Regions from separate parts of the Mus musculus genome. Here region 2 is linked to region 1. The links are chromatin contacts, called in public Hi-C maps. All regions are on one chromosome and are shown on one strand. Each heading gives the region's core, a stretch centred on a gene start, on an enhancer-like site or on the middle of the called end of the contact. The rest is flanking DNA. Distances are from core to core; before and after follow the strand shown. Region 1 holds the start of Srp14 (signal recognition particle 14). Region 2 overlaps Bub1b (BUB1B, mitotic checkpoint serine/threonine kinase).

What was found. Hi-C and Micro-C count contacts between places; a contact is called where the count stands out from the background.
Region 2: a Hi-C map of the N1E-115 cell line shows a contact between it and region 1, with 10 times the contacts expected there. The contact joins the enhancer-like site here to the promoter of Srp14 in region 1. A contact is called at or near these places in 10 of 39 promoter capture datasets (the C10 cell line, the HPC-7 cell line, cranial neural crest and 7 more), 4 of 15 datasets of contacts at CTCF or cohesin (the NIH/3T3 cell line, embryonic stem cells and stem cell-derived epiblast-like cells), 30 of 484 Hi-C or Micro-C datasets (the AML12 cell line, B cells, CD4 T cells and 17 more), 32 of 115 datasets of contacts at active chromatin or transcription factors (the 230-238 cell line, DN3 thymocytes, the HPC-7 cell line and 22 more) and 4 of 9 other capture datasets (adipose tissue, liver, macrophages and 1 more).

Annotation. Positions count from the first base shown.
Region 1 is chr2:118,477,889-118,481,369 of GRCm38.p6, forward strand. It overlaps Srp14 (signal recognition particle 14), which reads right to left and starts at 1,808. Exons shown (of 5, transcript NM_009273.4): 1 at 1,703-1,808; 2 at 1,490-1,562; 3 at 1,033-1,145. The coding sequence starts at 1,726.
Region 2 is chr2:118,631,577-118,634,981 of GRCm38.p6, forward strand. It overlaps Bub1b (BUB1B, mitotic checkpoint serine/threonine kinase), which reads left to right. Exons shown (of 23, transcript NM_009773.3): 17 at 183-323; 18 at 835-935. Among named protein-coding and RNA genes, the nearest start is that of Pak6, 30 kb to the right of the region's middle. Within about 2 kb of position 2,030, at least 4 of the 459 cell types and tissues checked have an H3K27ac peak or open chromatin away from gene starts, as enhancers often do. A contact at or near this core is called in the N1E-115 cell line, where this site is marked.

The DNA of each region.
Region 1 (3,481 bases), core at 558-3,057:
ATGTAGCCTTGCTTTACCTTGACAGTCGTCTCAAGAGAACATCAGCTACCGTCCGCAGTTTCCTGAGTATCCTGTACTACTGTCATTACAGGCTCGCTATAGAATTAAGAAGCATTCGCTCTGAATCCAGGGAATCTTTGTTTTGCATATTCACCCTTTCATAAAAAGATCATGGTTCTTGACTAGATATCCTCTGTAGTGCCAAGCCTAACCTGTAGCTACATTTGTTAAGTGAGCCACAAAGACCTGGAAAAAAACAGGTTAAAAATAATCATCTAATTCCCAGAACCTATGTACTGATGGAGCAGCAGAGAAAGAAAACACAGCCAGTCATGCTTCACAGCAACTCCTAGGAAAACGGACCACATGCTCACTACCACGGACTCCAGCAGAACAAGCATTCGGCCTCTACTTTCTGCCTAACAGTTTATTGCTGATAGTTTGTCCTACAAAAACAGGAACTGTGAAGGTGGTGCACACCTAGGATTCCACCACGTTGGAGACAGAGGCGACCTAAGGAACCTCAGTTACCCGAGACCTTATCCCAACCAAACAACCCACCCCCTCCACCAAAAAGAAGCAGAAGTAGATCCTGATCCCACAACAGCCTGGGAGTGACAGGCCAAAATGACAGGGAAGGGGGACCCGGACCTAATCCTGACATGCCCCTCCTCCCTCGGGGTGGGGGTGAGGCTCAACCCAGAGCGATGACTTAGCGGGATGAAGACCCTGGCTTGGGTCACATCTCCAACTTCACAAAAACCATCACTGTCATCTGTCTCAGTTGATGAGACACTCCTGTGACACCAGCACGGGCTGAAGCGCCTGGTGTGAGCTTCCTAAATCACAAGTTCAAAGTCAGCCTGAGTAGACTGCAAGACACTATTTTAATTTTTTTTAAATGTGTTCCCCTAGCTAGCACTGAGATAGGTTGCTCCTGTACCTTGGCTACTTGAGAGAAAACTGACTTTTTCTGAGTCGGCCAGGCCAACTCAAAAGAAAGCAGAGCCTTAAGAAAGGCCTCCAGCTCACCACGGTGCTGATCTTCCTTTTCCCATCCGTGGCTCTCAACAGACACTTGTTTTCTGCGGGCTCGAGGCCCTCCACAGAACTCTTCCTCGGGATAGGTTTGGTGCGACCGTCATCTGTGTTTAAGAAAAAAAAAAGTCCACCCAGGTAAACACCACCACAGGCGTTGCTTCTGGGTCCAAAGTGATGATCGTAAGGAAGGGTCCGCCATCACTCAGGATACAGCCAAAACTAGGAGCAACGACTCGCTCGATAAACACTGGGACCCCGAGGCATATTCTTCCTCACTAACGGAGCGGGGGCCGGGCTGCCTGACAACGGGCGTCGGACACACTTGGGGCCCCACTGTCACGGTGAGTGGGTGGCCGGCGCCGCACCGGCCACGAGCCCCGGAGGTGGCCGGTGCGGACAGGCCGGGGGCCGGGCTGTCCCCTCCCAGGCGGCCCCGGAGATTGCTTACATTTCTTGAGGGTGATGAACACGCTGCCCGACGAGCGGCACTTCTGGAAGAGCCTGGTCAGCTCCGTCAGGAACTGCAACACAACACGCCCCGTTAGGCAGCCTCCGCTCCTCGCCCCGCCGCCTCACGGCCCCGGCCCGCCCGCAAAGGGAGAACCGCGACCCGAGCTGACCCCACTCGCTCGAGTCCCGGGCCCTCCGGGGCCGCCGGTACCTGCTCGCTCTCGAGCAACACCATCCTGGGCTCCGCAGGTCCGACGCCGTCAGCAGAAGCCTCCAGCGGTTACAGCCGGAAAACTCGCTCGCGCTGGGCGGGACTTCCGCTTTAGTTGCACGTCTTCCGTCAATCCTCGCTTCGCTCGGGTTGCCTTGCGCCTGCGCGCTCGGCGCCTCCTCCCGCGTCTATCCAGGATGAGGAGTGACGCTTGCTTTCGGTGGTTGGACTGCGTTGTCAAGCTACACCGTAGGCTGTAGGAGGGAATGAGAGCAAAAGAAAGACTGGATAGACATATGCAAGTCACCCAAGAGTCCACTGACTCACTTTCCCCATTTTTTACACAATGATCTGGTTTCTCAGAACTTGCTGATGAAGATGAAGATGTGAGGTGTTTTTATAGATGCATTGTTTACATTTAGGAATAAGTGGCCAAGGAGCTCCAAGTTAAACTCAAAGCCGAAAGCTAAAACAGCAGAGTTCGCTGTTTCAGTATCTTTGTTTGAGGTATCTTTAGACAAAGAGTACTTGCTCTGAAGGCACTGTTGATCTATCTCATCGGCAGTGCTGAAGTCAGCAGGAAGCACAGGCTAGACCCCAGAAAAAGGTGCTTTTTTTTTTGTTTTGTTTTTTTTTTTTTGTTTCCAGGGTCCATAGTTTTTTCTTTCTATCCTACTTCAGAGGGTGGGAAAATATGTGAAAGTGATTGGAGAAGGAGCCGGGGATCACACGGGGCCTTTGCCACCGTTAGCAGGGCCCATAGCCACAGAAGGCTCAGATGTTGTTCCTGGTAGAAAGAGGGGAGTGGGGAGGGAGTGGCTCATCGGTGGAGTGTGAGTATCTGGATTTAAGATGTTTAAAAATCTTAAATTCAGACAAGAATGATGGCCCATGACTTTAATCTCAGCACTCAGGAGGCAGAGACAGGCAGAGGATCTCTGAGTTCAAGGCCAGCCTAAAGTGGAAACTTCTGGTTTCTTTGGTAAATCGGTTATATCAAAGAACATTTCGCTGAAGCAGACACAGGTAAAAGGATGTTTAGAAAGAATGAGAGATGAAGGATTCTTCGATAACAACATGCATGCATTGGTTCACCTTACATTGAGTAGCTGAGCTCCGTTTGTCATGACCCCATAGAGAGAAATGCACACACACACACACACACACACACACACAAAAACTTCTGGTGATATGCTGCAGTTTCTTGCCACTTCCTCGGACTCCAGCCAATTGGCAGAGTGATGTCAGCTGATACAGACTCATGGAGTTTTGCTAAGTCAGACTGAGGCAAGACCCTTAGAGGACACGTGATGTTTGGAGGGAGTATAAATAGGACTCAATGGACAGTGATGGGGGCTTGCATAGTTAGTTTTGGAGTGCTTCTCGGTCTTGCGTCTTCAATGATCTTCACGTCATTCAGAGAGACATGGCAGAGAACTTCTCCTGGCTTAATTGCTCCTGCTGGTTTTGGTGGAGGCCTGGCAGTTTCTGCTAGGTCATGCCACCACTGCTGATTCATGTTTGCCATCCCAACACTTCTGAGTTGGACTGCTGGGCTGCTTCTCGGTGTATTAATGAAGTATTTGCGAGTGGATGGAGCTGCTGCTACTGAACGCTATGAACTGAACTGCTGATTTCCTGACAATGGGGGTGGGATTTGCTCCAAAGAATAATTTCTAAACAGATACACTTCCCCTGTATCCTAATAACCTGTAGGTAGTGGGCTAGAAGGGAGGTTAGAGCATTTAGGAACCATTATTAAAAGTAGGGTTTGAGAAA
Region 2 (3,405 bases), core at 780-3,279, 150 kb after region 1:
AAAGGCTATAAAGGGCATCAGATCTCCTAGAGCTGGGGTTATAGGCAGTTGTGAGCTCTGAGACATAAGCCAAACTCAGCTCCTCTGGAAGATGAAGAAGTGCTCTTAACTATCTGTCCAGCCCTTTACTACTGTGTTTTAAACATTAATTTATATATATTTTCAACTTCTTTTCTCCACAGAAGATGCTATTCAGTCACCCTGGTGTTCACAGTATCGCCTACAACTGTTAAAATCCCTACTAGAATTAAGTGCTTTTGCGGAGTTTTCTGTGGAAGACCGACCGATGCCTGTGCTGGAAATAGGGAAGGAGATTGAGTTAGGTAAGTAGTGTGTGTGAGTCCTTGTCCTTTTGCACATACACATAAGTGATTTGAATGCCACAGGCCCTTGAACACTAAGTGCTCCTAGGTTGTAGTAGATAGCATTAGAGAGGTTAACACATTGATAATTCATGCCACAGGAACAATACTACTTCTTCTTTTTTTTTTTTGCCTCTTTTAGTATTTTTCTTAGATTTATGTATTTTACTTACTGTTTTGCCTGCATGTATGTAATGCCTGTTGCATCCCTTTACTGCGTTTACAGATGGTTGTGAGGCGGCATGTGGGTGCTGGGAATTAACCCTGAGTCCTCTACAAGACTGCTAAGTCCTCTTAACTGCCATCTGCCTGGGGCTCCTTTGGATTTTTATATAAATAACTTTGAAGAGTATTTTAGATGCCACTTAATGGCAAAAACACTAGCACTTCTCACACTTAAGCCAGGAGGTAAAGTGTAAGGACCTACATATATTCACAGTGACTTTAAAATGGAACCAAACCTTCTCAACAGGTCCTGAGGATTACGTCATCAAGCAAGAGCACCTAACATGTGACGATTACAGGTTATTCTGGGTGGCACCAAGAAGCTCTGCAGAGCTAACCATGATAAAGGTGAGGTGGGCCCTTTGTGATCTCATCACCTTGTAAGTCAGCAAAGAAGAGATAGTGTGTCCTTGTAGTACTGTAAAACCTAGGACGCCAAAAAGTCAGTCACCGTTCTAGGGCAAGATCAAAGCTAAAAACTGAGGGGTGGCTGTGCACATGCGCTCTCATGTCTAAGCTTACGAGGTATCCTTCCGGCTTTCTCTTTCTGAGGAAACAGGCCCTGGAGTGTGTGGACTGCTCCTCTCGGGACAGGTTGTATTCTAGCCTTCACACATATACCTTGAAATCTCAGTTCTCCATCACTGTGGGGAAACCTCAGTTTGTTTTTCTTATATTGGAACCTGGACACCCTTTCCCTCCCGTTTCTTCCTTGGTTTAATTCCTCTTATTTTGGAAAAGTACACCCTTTAGTGCCTTTCTGAGGAACTGAAAGCAAAGGGTCTTTAAACCCTCTGGGTCTGAAAATTCCTTATTCTCTGTCTTTTCATTATCGGTAGCATGACTGGATACAGAATTCTTTATTTTTTTTTTAGAATTCTAAAGCCTTATTTTATAACTGTGCTTGGTTTTGTTTGTTTTCTTACTGTTATCTGGTTGACTGGTTTCTTGGTGTATTTTCCCGCACAGTTTTAGAACCTGAATATAGACATTACTTAGGCAAACGCAGCACCACCGAGGCGTGTCCTCAGCTCCTCACCTTGCCTTTGAAGTCTTTGCCATCCTGATGTTTGTTTGGTTTTTGTTTTTGTTTTTAAGCTCAGCAGAGCAATTTTGTTTGCAAGAGGATGTGCTGCTCGACCCCAAAGCACGCACACCCCGTCACAGATGCTCTCTGGGCGTTAGTGGCGATGTGGTGACTGTGTCTTTTCTCGGCTGGTTGGGGTCCAGCCTCATAGTCTTTAGCTTTTGGCTAGTGTACGAAGGGACGAAGGAAAGGGGGTCAGGAGTCAGCCACTGTGCAGTCAGGCTCTACAAGTGCAGTGGGGCTTTTGTGCGAACAGAAGTTTACTCTGGTGAGCGTCCGTCATCTTGGTGGTGTAAGATAAAGGTCATTATGTAGGCCTGGTTGGCTTCAAACCAGTAATCCTCCTGTCTCTGCCTCCTGCATAATTGGATTACAGGCATGTGTCACCAGGGCCAGCTGTCATTATAATTCTAGTGGCTTTGTGTGAAATCTCCCCTTATCTTTAGATCCTGGAAGTCTTGTTGTGGTGTAAGAGTCCCACACTGTGATGTAAGTCTGTTATCATCCAAGTGCTAGGCACACGTCAGTACACATCTCAGTCTGGGGTCCTTTCAGGCGTGACATTTTCTATGAGGAAAAGATGTTTCTTTCAATTTTCTGCTTTCTCAATTTGTAATTTCTCATATTAGTGCATTCATTTTCCTGTACAATTATTTCTTTGTTTAGGATTTATTTGTGTTTGTGTGTATAGATCAGAGGACAGTTTGTGGTTCTTAGTTCTCTCCCATCATATGGGCTGGTGAAAAACACCTTTGCCCACTGAGTCATCACACCAATAGTGGGTGGCTCACAACCACCTGTGACTGCAGCTCCCGGCGATCTGAGGCCTGAATTCTGAGGGAACCTGAATTGGATGTCCTTACCCACCCACAGACAAGCAAAAGAAAACGCAAAATCTTTTTATTCCTCCTCCAGCCACCGCTGCTGCTGCTCTTTTCCTTTAGTGCAGTTGTCTCTTGGTAGCTGCAGGTGACTGCACTTGAAGCTCCCCTCCCTGTGCGGGACACCCACACCGAAGGCCCTCTAGTCTTTTCTGTAACTGACAGTCATTGCAGATGACGCACAGACCGTTCCCATGCTTTAAATCACTGTCATGTTACTTACAGCACTGACATAATGCACGTGCTGTGTGACTTACCGGATGTTGCCCTGCACCCTGTCTCCGTTATGCCCATCGACCAAGTCCTGCACTGTACGACCTGCAGGCTCACACTCTTATCACCACAGCCTATCCTTTTTATAGGTTTTTACATTTCGTGCGAAGAGGAAATATTTTTTATTTTGCTGAGATATTAATGAAGTTTTAAATTGTTTTCTTGGGTTAGCAAGGTGGCCAAGTGGATGAAGGTGCTTTTCCACCAGCCTGTCAGCCTGAGTTCAGTCCCGGAAACGGGCAGGGAAAAACGTCGTCAGTCCTGTCACCTTCATACCCCTGCCACGACACACGCACACAGTAAATGTCCTGTCACCTTCATACCCCTGCCACGACACACACACACAGTAAATGTCCTGTCACCTTCATACCCCTGCCACAACATATGCACACACACACACACACACACACACACGCACACACACACACACAAAGTAAATGTCTTTATTTTTCCTTTCTGCCTTTTCCTCCTGGGACCCAGAGGTCTCACCTGTACCACCCACCCAGCAACAATTAGCTCCCAGCCTTCTCTACTGACAAATCAAGAACCAATTAGAGAACTAGACCATAGTATCAGC